3 separate regions of the Mus musculus genome follow, and regions 1 and 3 are each linked to region 2. Evidence: chromatin contacts called from public Hi-C and HiChIP or PLAC-seq data. All regions are on one chromosome and are shown on one strand. Each heading gives the region's core, a stretch centred on a gene start, on an enhancer-like site or on the middle of the called end of the contact. The rest is flanking DNA. Distances are from core to core; before and after follow the strand shown.

Region 1 (3,280 bases), core at 370-2,869, 370 kb before region 2:
ACAATCACATCTGATTTAGAAGTCAGAACTCAAGAGAGATCACATACACCCTCAATGACGGTAGAAGCCTCATATTTTTGGGAATAGGAAGAGAGCCGGTCTTTGCTCTGTGTTTTTGACACTAACTGAAGGCATTCGTAAGTCCACAACATTTTCAACCCTGTAACAGCTGTGATACAGGGGCAACATTACACACGGCAGTGTCTCAGAGGGCATCCTTTTCTGGCTGTGCAGTCTTGGGCAACATTTTTAGCCCAGCATCAGCTTCTACAACTGTAGGTGAACTGTAGGCTCCCATGGCACTGGTGAACTGCATTAGGCAGCACTCACCGTGCTCCTGGCCAGTGCTCTCCACTCAGCCCAATATATGTTTGCTCTTCTCACCACTATTACCTGTCAACTTGGCCCCACCCCAGTTGGACACTCCCACCCCAGTTTAAATTTAGTGGCCTTGGCATCAGACAGGCAGACGGGTAGTGGTGGATTGCCTGAGCCTCCCTGAGAGCACTGCGCTGCTGGGAAGCATGAGAGCCTTGGCGGCTGGGCTGGGGCAGATCAATAGACTATGTTTTTGGTCTCATTCTCTCTTATTAGTAAGGAGCACATTTCCTTTGGGAGTGAACATTAGGGACAAAATAAGGCTCTTCAGATCAGCACCCTCTTATTAGCTCCATTGGTGCACTTGCTCTCGCACTGTGGCAGACTTGCAAATATGTCTGCACAAAAGCAAACGTGGCACATTTGGAATCCTACTCATTTGAGCAGGAAGAGGATTCTGGCACAATTCTCAATTTCCCGTGGAGTTTGGGTCCTAGCTCTTAGGACCAAAGGGAGGAACAGCCGGTATTTTGAGGCTGCCGGGAAGATCACAGGGGTGTATGTGTGTGTTTGTGTGTGTATGTGTGTGTGCCTGCCATTTCCTGCCTGCATCTGGCCAGAGCCACTTCTCGGCTTCATCAGGTACAGATTGAATCTTTCAGTGACTTTCATTTTTCTTTGAGACCAGTGAAAGAACAAGGGAGAGAGAGAGGAAAAAAAAAAAGAAAAAGAAAAAGAAATCAAAGTGTCGCTTAATGGTATGATTCTCCCCAAATCCTCCAAATCAATTTTGCTTTTCCAAGCATTACCAAGCTCTGTGACTTCTCCTGTTGATGGAGCTGAAAGATTTTTTCCTGAGCATTCCAAGTTTTCTTCTGAAGAGAGGCCTGCAGCACCGCGGGTGTCAGTGAGCTTGTTTGTCTTGCCAGGCTCTGGAGGAAGAGAACAGTGGGATGCCCTTTGGTACAAGGACTTCTCAAGCAGCTTTGCAAATTAGGTGGAGGCAGCTGCCCCGTGCTCCCTCGGATGCCCTGACGAGTGTCTGCTCCTCGTGAGTTCAGATTGGGGAGATGCAAGCTGGGAGAGAAAGACAAGCACGGTACGTCTTGCCGGATGCTGCCTGAGAAACATCAGGTGCTTCAAAAACCCATTTTTCTGCTTTGCTAAAACTAAAGCCAATTAGTCTGCCTGTGGGTAGCTGCTGGCTAGGGACAAGTTCCACCACTACAAACCAACTTCCTACCACTACCCCAGTTACAGAATCCTGGAAAGAATGAGTTCTGGAACACTCAGTATTCTGTAGCAGAACTGCCAAGGAAGAAGGCTGACACCCTCCACCCCGATCCTCCAAGAAGAGCATAGGCTACTGGGGCGAGCAGAGCGGAGGTCATGTTCCCAGCCTTGTTCCTTTCCAGCCGACAGGCAGCTCGCATTTGTAAATACTCAAATTACTTTTAACAAAGCCCCACATAACTAGAGGGCTGATTCAGGATTTAAATTATTCTGGGGGAACTTTTTTCAAAATTGCTTTTGCATTTATACTTTATGCTCTGTTCTATACTATTATAGAATAGAGAAAGACAATCATGGAAAAACACAACCGACTGTGGCAGAGATGAGTGGAAAAAACCCCGAGCCTGAGAAAAGAAGCCTTGGGGTGGAAGGTACGAAGCCCGCCGAGCCTCCCCATCCGCCTGTGCAATTATGTGTGGATGAAAAATGACAAGGGCTAATAATCACAGCCGCAATTGTCCACTTGCAGAACAATTAGCCCTTTGCTCCTTATTATGAGGAAGTGACTAATTGTACCGAGCCGATTACTGGTGCATTCGTTTGGAATGAAATTTCATGCTTGCCCTACCCACATAAGCGAGAGAGCTAGGGTGCCGTCAGACCTGGGGCTTTGAAATACCCACCTTGCAGGCTAGGGCAGAACTTGAGATATGTGGAAGAGGGGAAAATGCAAGTTCTGCAGCTCTCTGGACCAGGCATAGCATCTATACATTAAAAAACCAGAGGAAAGTAAAAATAGAAGCCAGATAATGATCACAATTATACTTAATGAGCACCTTTCATCAGAATCATAAATGTCTTCCAGTTAAATTTCATAGCCTCTGCTGAGATGTAAGGGGGAAATATTTGTAAGCTAAAGTTCATTTTTTTAAGCCTAAGAGTCTGAAGGTGTTTAGGTAGCAGTGAACAGTTAGTTACACCCGGAATGGGCAGAGGAGAAAGCTCATGAACTTCTGAGTTCTGACTCCAGACATCCAGTTCCCTGTTTGCAGCTAAGGTAAACAGATTCATAGTGTCAGAGATGGCTCGTGCCAGTGGTCTGTGGATCAGCAAGAGGGCTTTATGCATCTCCTCCCCATAGAACATTCATGACTACATTGAGGAAATATTGCCTTCCTCATGGTTAATCAAGAATATCTTGACACAATACTCAGATCAAAAAGAAACGGTCTTTCTTGGAGTGGCTTTCTGTGCAAGGCCCCAGATGTTTCCTGCCAGTTTTTGGTTTTCTGTGGACCTCCTGAACAGATACGGGCTTGCGAGGGGGCCATACACAGCCGTGTAGGGAGTTTAGTTGAGATGTTTGAACACTTAGGTCTGAGGACTTTTGTATGGCTGCTCATAATTCATGGCCTGTTTAGTATTTGCTGTTAAGAGGAGCAAGTGAATGGGCTCACAGGGCCCTGTGATGGGGCGTGGCCAGCAGGGGGCAGATCCTCTCAGCAGGTGGAGGGTAACACTTCCAAAGCTCATTGCCATCTCCTCCTCATTCTCTCTTCTTTTTTTCAAATTATTTCATTTATTCCTTACAGTTTCATAGATGTGCACAGCGCATCTAGAACATATTTTGCCCCATCTCCTCCCGTCCCCTGTCCCTGAGCCTTCCAACACCTCCCATTCTCACATTCCCTTTGTTATGTGACCCACTGTGTCTGTTAGTGCTGCCTGC
Region 2 (3,289 bases), core at 86-2,585:
GGCTTTCCTTCTCAGAGCAGTCTCTCCTCCCCGAATTCTGCAGCTTCCTCTACCCTCTATGTTGCTTCTTCCTTTAGGCTCACCCTCTGGGATCCTTGTCACCAGATTCAAAATAGGGGCCAGATACACTGAGCGTTTGGCTCTGGGTGGGGGGTAGGACGTCAGGGAGAATTGGTAAAAAGAGGCCTTGTAGGAAGCTGTTTGGGCTAGACGTCCTCGACTCTGAGCAAGGCTTAAAACGAATGCCAAGCTGCTACCTTGAGGGCCTAGGAACCTAACGTTGTGCCTACAGCTGGGCCCCTGGACCTGACTTGATGTGGCTCTGTCAGGTGGAAACCTTACGACTCGACTGGACCCAACTCTCCAGGGAGAACGAGGTCTAAAACGCAATTCAGCTGTAGCCACAACCGCCTGGTCCCCGGGGCCCGGGCGGAGAATGGCCCCCTCGGCTGAAGCTGCGGGCTGACGCTCGTGTATAGGGTTGCAATTCGCCGTGATAAATGTAAAGACCAATTAAGGTTTGATCCGTGCACACAAGAGGCAGACGGCGGAGTGGAACCAATTAACGAGCATGTCCCCTAATTCCTGCGGCGGCGGCCGGGCGCACCGCCGGTCCCCAGGCTCCCGCCCAACAAGAGCCCCCGCCCGCCGCGGATGCATCTCCCCGCGAGCAGGAGGTGCGGGGAGCGCCAGGGCTGGGGAGGGGGCGCCGGGCGCCCACAGAGCCGAGCTCGTGCGGCCACGGCTGGAGGCTGGGCGCGCCCGGGTGGTCGCGCGGGCCAGCGCGGGAGGCGCCCAGGCGACGCCGTCCGCCCCGAGGGCGGAGGGCTGGTGGCCGCGGCCAGGTAGCTGAGGACTGGAGGCGGCGCAGAGGGGAGGGTCGGGCGGAGACCTCACTTGGCCGGCCTTCCTGCCGCCCTGTTTCCGGATCCCGACCGCCCGGCGCGTGACCTCCAGTGAGGTCCTGGCAATGAGCAGCGCTGGTGATTAACGGCCCCGAGGTCGCGGGCAGTGAGGCACGCGTCCCCTTTGGCCACGCCAGGGTGGGAGGGCGCCAGGGAGCAGAGCAGGGTGAGGCCGCGGGGTCGTTGGTGGCAAAGAGTGAGGATGACACAGTGGGCGCCGAGCGCCAGGGCCGTCCCTCCTAGCCCCCGGGCCAGCGCCGCGGCGGGTACCGCGCAGCAAAGTTTGGAGCCGCGGGCGCCGCGCGCCGGTCCCTCCCCGCGCAGATCCCTTGGCGGAGTCTCTGCTGCCGCCGCTGCCAGGGCAGGACAAAGGCTCATTAACACGTGATGGGACCACGCTTCATAAATGGGACTGGAGCGAGAGCGAGCCAGAGACAGCGCGCGAGCTGAGGGAGAGGCAGGGACCTCAAGCAGGGCGCGGCGACGGGCGCTCGGGGTGGCCCAAGCGGGCGGCCCCAGGCCGGCCAGCGCGGTCAGTGGGACGCCGGGGAGAGCCGGAGAACGAAGCGGGCCTGTCCGAGCCCAGGGGAGCCAGTCCCAGGGGCCGTGGCGCACGGGTGCTAGAGGCCGGGGACGCGGGCGCGCAGACCGACTGACTTACTGACCGATCGCCGCGGGCACGCCCCGCTCCACCCCGCCCCACCGCGCCCCGCGCCGCCTCCCCTGCTCGCTCGCTGCCTCTACCTTCTCCACTTCTTTTCCGCCTCCGCCTCCTTCTGGCTCCCCTGGCGCCAGAGCCTCCCCCTGGCTCAGGCGGGAGCCTGGGCTGTCTGCAGAGCTCTCATAGAGTCTGGGGGCAAATTTCCTTGTAGCAGAGAGCCAGCCCCTTGGCTGGGCGACAGGTGCCGAGGGAGCTTCTGGCCCGTGGACCGGGGGATGCGAAGGGTAAGACCTGGCACAGTGGCGTTTGGGAATAGCTTTTCCGCCTCCCGCCCCCTCGGTACTGGCCAGTGGTCCCCTGGTGTCCTACGCGGAGTTCTTGCTCCGTGTTCCAGGAGAGCAAATCGTGCTAATATGGTGTTTACTTAGCTGTATAGTCCCAGCTTGTTACCTGTGGTCTAAGCTACTTCTGGAGGCTTCTACCATTTACAATTTACTGGATATGCACCTAGCTCTGCATACACTGATGTCTGTTTGTAGAAAATGTGTAATTGTGCATGTTTGGAAAACAGGCACTTGAGTTGATGCTTGACGTCTTTTAGCCTTATCAGAAACTAAGTCTTCCAGAGTCTCTGCACCACATGTAGAAAACGACTCAATTAAATACTAAATGTCATGTAAAGAAATCTATGTTAAATAAGGAACTTCTGATACAGAGCGATAGCTACAGCAGCCATCTCTGTTTAAGGAAAAACTAATATATATAGTATTGATACCTGTGATTGACTGTTATAGGAACATGAAACTAAGAGCTGGCACCAGACGAATGAAGTTGATGCTTTATTTTAAAAGGATGTTTCTTGGTTAAGGCTTACAAGTCACAAATGGAGCATTTCCTGAATGCAAATGTTTGCTATGATAGATGTGAGAAACTGTTGTTTGGTCATTTCAAAGTTTAAAGCAACATGCGTGTTTTTAATTGTAGTACATGGTTTATCTCTCAAAGGTTTCAAAGAGGTGAGAAAAAAATTTAATAACCTATCTATGAAAAAACCTATTTCCTATCTTTTAAATTTTTCTTCCAAATAGGAGCTACTAGCTCTTCCTGCCTTTGTTTATTTCTTGGCATATTAAATCTCCTTGGACATTTAATCTAATAAGAGATTAGAGCAGATTTACTGGTTTTAAGGATGTTGAAAGATACCTCTCTGGGTCCCATAACTTCTCGTTTTTATTGCCAACTTAATTCCTTTGAACAATGGGGAGATGCACATGCTCAGAGGAGACTCCGCGGGTACTGATTATCTGTGGGGTCACTCCTGACATCAGTCTGTTTGGCAGAAAATTGAGAAACTAGGAGTAGCCGACCTCCAAGGTTCCCATAGGACTGACTGATTTAAAGTGCTGGTCTTCTAATCCCAGCTTTTGACAATTTGAAAGGGAGATAGATCTGCTGATCGATTTTTCTCTGCCTCCCCTCCCTCCACGCCCCACCTTCTCTAACTCAGTTACAAGCAATTTTATCCAAAGGAAAGGCCATGAATACTTTCTTAACTGAGAGAAATATATATATATATATTTCTGATTAAATCCACACAGGAACAGAATGCATGCACCTCTAGAATGCTAAGCAGCACATACTGCAGGCTGTTGTTTTTAGGTACACTAGCAGTTGCTCTAGCTGCAAAAGAGGCTTCATGTTGATATGGTTAAAAAAAAAAACT
Region 3 (3,421 bases), core at 499-2,998, 280 kb before region 2:
CAGCCCCAATTAAATGTTGTTTTTTATAAGACTCGCCTTGGTCATGGTGTCTGTTCACAGCAGTAAAACCCTAACTAAGACAGACTGTTCCTGCTACTATTTGTTATTACCTTAGTCTGAATTACTTAGAAACATGAGTCTTCTATCCTTAAAGTTACAGAGGCTGGGAAGTTTAATGTGAAAGTGCTGGCAGATTTGGTATCAGCTTATATGGTGTGTCTTGCTGCATCTTTACATGGTACATGAACCAGGATGCTCTCTGGACTACCTGCTTGCCAGGCCCCTGTGTGCATGTACTTTGGATGTCAAACCCAGGACTTCATGCACACTATGTAATTGTCTATCACTGAGCTCTGTGCTGTCTGAAATCTCTTGTAATGGTGTTACTTCCCACCAGAGAGGGCAGCAACCTATGGTAATGAGGCTTAAATTCCATATGCATTTCATAGAGACATGACCGCTCAAGTCAGAGCAAATGGTGTGTTCTAGTTTGTAGCCTCCTTCAGATGCAGAGGTCCAATGTATCTTTCCACAGGACTTTTCTAAAGTCACAGCAGCTGCTCTCTTCCTTGCTCAAGTATAGTGTTAAGATGGAGGCATGGGAACCAGGCACCTGCAAGTTCAAATGACAACAGCAAGGTCTGATGTATGGCCTGAATTTGCAGCGCAGCTGGGGGGGTGGGGGGTGGGCTGGTCCTGGCTTCTCACTGGTGCAAGTTCAGCCCTTTGGATTGCCTTGCCTGGGGAAGGTTGCAGTGGGCAGCCAGAGGCACTTTCCCAAGAGGGCTCAGGGTGACAAGGGACGGAAAGAAGTCAGAGTCTATACCAACATGGTCTCTTTGCCATCTCTACAAGGTGAGATCTCTACAATCTGGAGACCCTCACTGTGGTGTCACCTGGCAGTCAGGGCACCTCTGCCATGAAGAGTGACAGAAAGGGGTGTGGGAGGAGACTGGAGGACCCCAGTGGTGTCTCTATGCATAGACACAGGAGTGGGGCATGTTCTTGTAAGCAGCGGGGCTCAGTTTCCTCTTCCGAGTTCTTGCCTGGTTTGTTTTGTTTTGTTTTGTTTTTTCTTCTACTTGCCTCCTCCACCAATGGATGGCAGTAACTACATGCAAAAATAAATTGGGAAAATTGAATTTGGTCTAGTCTGGACTGGGCCTTGGAGAGTGTACGGGGCTTGACTTTCCCTGGAGGCTCTGTCAGGAAGGCCTGGGATCTGGCCTTGTTCTTGCAATCAAGACAGATCCCTAAGCTCAGAGACCAGAATTGGGCTTGGGGTAGAGGTGGCTTGTGGTGAGTGCTTCACAAGGCTGTTTCCAAGGATGCATACGCTGTCGTCTCTATGAGGAAGAACAAAAGGATGTATTCTTTTCTGGCTTTAGTACCAGTTTTTTTTTTTTTTTTTTTTTTTCTGTGTGTGTGTGTGTGTGTGTGTGTGTGTGTGTGTGTGTGCAGGCACATACTCACCAGGGTGTGGGTAATTTAAAGCTGGCTTCTAGAGAGCTTAGAGGGCCATGTGCCTGCTTTGCCTGGTGTGTTGGAGCTCTCTCTCTCCCTAGAATCTGACTTTCCTTTTCTCACACACAGCTTTTATTTCTTTGTTCTCTCTGTGTCCTTGTAAGGGGCCTTCTGCTCTTCTTAGAACCAAGCCGAATATAAATACGCAAGTAAATATAGTACACACCTGGCCCACTGAGCCTCTGGGTCCAGGTCACGCTCCACTGCTTGGCTTTTTGGTTCAGTCAGAGCTGTAACGGAGGCTCCGTCCTTGCACTGTCTTGGCGCCACTCCCTCTGATCAGGGAGTCTTGTCATCATTGGCTCGTTGCTTCGGCCTGGTTCCCAACCTTTTACTGCCTGACAGCAATGCCATGTGCTCCATGCCTCTGCTGCCCTCCTCTCTCTCTGAGTTTGTTCTTCTGTGGTCCAGGCTCTCTGAATCCCTCGAGCTTTAACTTGTATTTATGGACATGTTGCCTAGCCTGCTGCCAGCCTTGTGTGCCACTTTAGAGTCCAGCGGAGGTAATGTGGTGTGCTGTTTGGATGTGGGCGGCTGGAATTGTTCGTCTACCTCCTTGTACCTTCTCCCTCTTCACATGCGTTTTCATGCATTCTCTTAGCATCTGCCATCATGAGGATGCTAAATGAGATGCTGTCGGGAGTCGCATTCCTAGGGTGGAAGCACATAGGCCCATAACTGTCAACGTTGTGTGCTTGGCCTCTCATACAAAGGTAGCCCCTTCTTAGAACTCTCTCCCAGGATATTCTAGGTTATCTCTTTCTGTCTATTCATCTATCAGACAGTTTTATTGGCATTTTGCTTTTTAGAAACTTGCTTTCATTTCTTGTTCACGGATGAATCCACATTTCTGTACTCTCTCTTGATGTGGTTCATTTATCTTTATATTTGAAAAGCAGTAACCATGGAGCTGGTGTGTGTGTGTGTGTGTGTGTGTGTCCATTGGTAAGGGTGCCTACCTCCACTGATGTCTTCAGTTGGATTCCCACATGGTGGAGAGAACTGATTCCCACAAGTGTCCTCTGGCCTTCATATACAAATTAAATGAATAAATCTTAATATTTTTCTTTTAAAAATGAATGGTAGCTTCATAACTTGAACAATAGATGAACTAAACCAAATCCATGACAGGAAACTTAGGCTAAAGCTCTGGATACTTTAGTGCTAGCTGCTGTATCTTCTGTGAGCCTCTGCACACTCTCATATCCCTAAGTCCCCAGCCCATTTCACTACCCTCCCCCCTTCCTCCCACCATGCTCTCTAACTAAGTGCCCTTCAGCACTAGACTCTGCCCTTGCTCTGTCTATTTCGCAGGGCACAGGGCTGAGGGCTTCTGAAAAGGGGCACGCCACATTTACATTTTGGCGGAGAGAGGTCTCGACATTCACAGCAGGCAGATACGCCTGCCTGTCTTGCCACCACGAGTCAAGAGTCTCTGCCAGCATTTTCAGCTGACAGGGTAGCATGACAGACAGATGGAAACCTCCACACATGTCCAGTGATGGTGCCTCCCAGACAAGGAGAATTGAATGAATTCTCTCGTGGCAGCAGAGCAGAACAGAACACCAGAAAGTTAATATGAGGTGTTCTCACACAGACCCCATCTCCCTGCAACCCCCTTTTTTGAGGGTTCGCTTTTTACCACTCTCTTTACTCAGCCTTTGTGCTAGATGCTAGCAAAATACAAAATCTTTAGCAGAGGCCAAGGCTTTAGAGACAACTGCCTGGCAAAGGCATAGTCCAGGAAGTGGCTGCAGTTTTATATGCAACGAGTGTGAGGCAGGAGAACATGGAGGCAGTCTCCTTCAAGTTCACTTGTCAGGGTCACAAATGAGCTTGTGTTAGTGTCCGTGATGTTGCTGGGCGTGCAAGCTCTCCGTAGGCCTGCATGCTGTCG

Evidence for each region. Hi-C and Micro-C count contacts between places; a contact is called where the count stands out from the background. HiChIP or PLAC-seq counts read pairs in DNA pulled down with a chosen protein or histone mark.
Region 1: a contact with region 2 is called in an H3K27ac HiChIP or PLAC-seq map of neural progenitor cells, with 15 times the contacts expected there. The contact joins the enhancer-like site here to the promoter of Cnr1 in region 2. A contact is called at or near these places in 1 of 39 promoter capture datasets (embryonic stem cells), 3 of 484 Hi-C or Micro-C datasets (cerebral cortex, cumulus cells and nephron progenitors), 16 of 115 datasets of contacts at active chromatin or transcription factors (VIP interneurons, astrocytes, craniofacial prominence and 10 more) and 2 of 9 other capture datasets (embryonic stem cells and liver).
Region 3: a contact with region 2 is called in a Hi-C map of cortical neurons, with 2.3 times the contacts expected there. The contact joins the enhancer-like site here to the promoter of Cnr1 in region 2. A contact is called at or near these places in 1 of 39 promoter capture datasets (hippocampal neurons), 3 of 484 Hi-C or Micro-C datasets (cerebellar granule neurons, cerebellum and cortical neurons) and 9 of 115 datasets of contacts at active chromatin or transcription factors (VIP interneurons, astrocytes, differentiating embryonic stem cells and 6 more).

What each region holds. Positions count from the first base shown.
Region 1 is chr4:33,554,047-33,557,326 of GRCm38.p6, forward strand. No RefSeq gene overlaps it. Among named protein-coding and RNA genes, the nearest start is that of Gm32893, 13 kb to the right of the region's middle. Within about 2 kb of position 1,620, at least 34 of the 459 cell types and tissues checked have an H3K27ac peak or open chromatin away from gene starts, as enhancers often do. A contact at or near this core is called in VIP interneurons, cerebral cortex, differentiating embryonic stem cells and 1 more, where this site is marked.
Region 2 is chr4:33,923,309-33,926,597 of GRCm38.p6, forward strand. Cnr1 (cannabinoid receptor 1 (brain)) reads left to right here and starts at 1,336. Exons shown (of 2, transcript NM_007726.5): 1 at 1,336-1,850.
Region 3 is chr4:33,639,258-33,642,678 of GRCm38.p6, forward strand. No RefSeq gene overlaps it. Among named protein-coding and RNA genes, the nearest start is that of Gm32955, 38 kb to the left of the region's middle. Within about 2 kb of position 1,749, at least 8 of the 459 cell types and tissues checked have an H3K27ac peak or open chromatin away from gene starts, as enhancers often do. A contact at or near this core is called in VIP interneurons, cerebellum and cortical neurons, where this site is marked.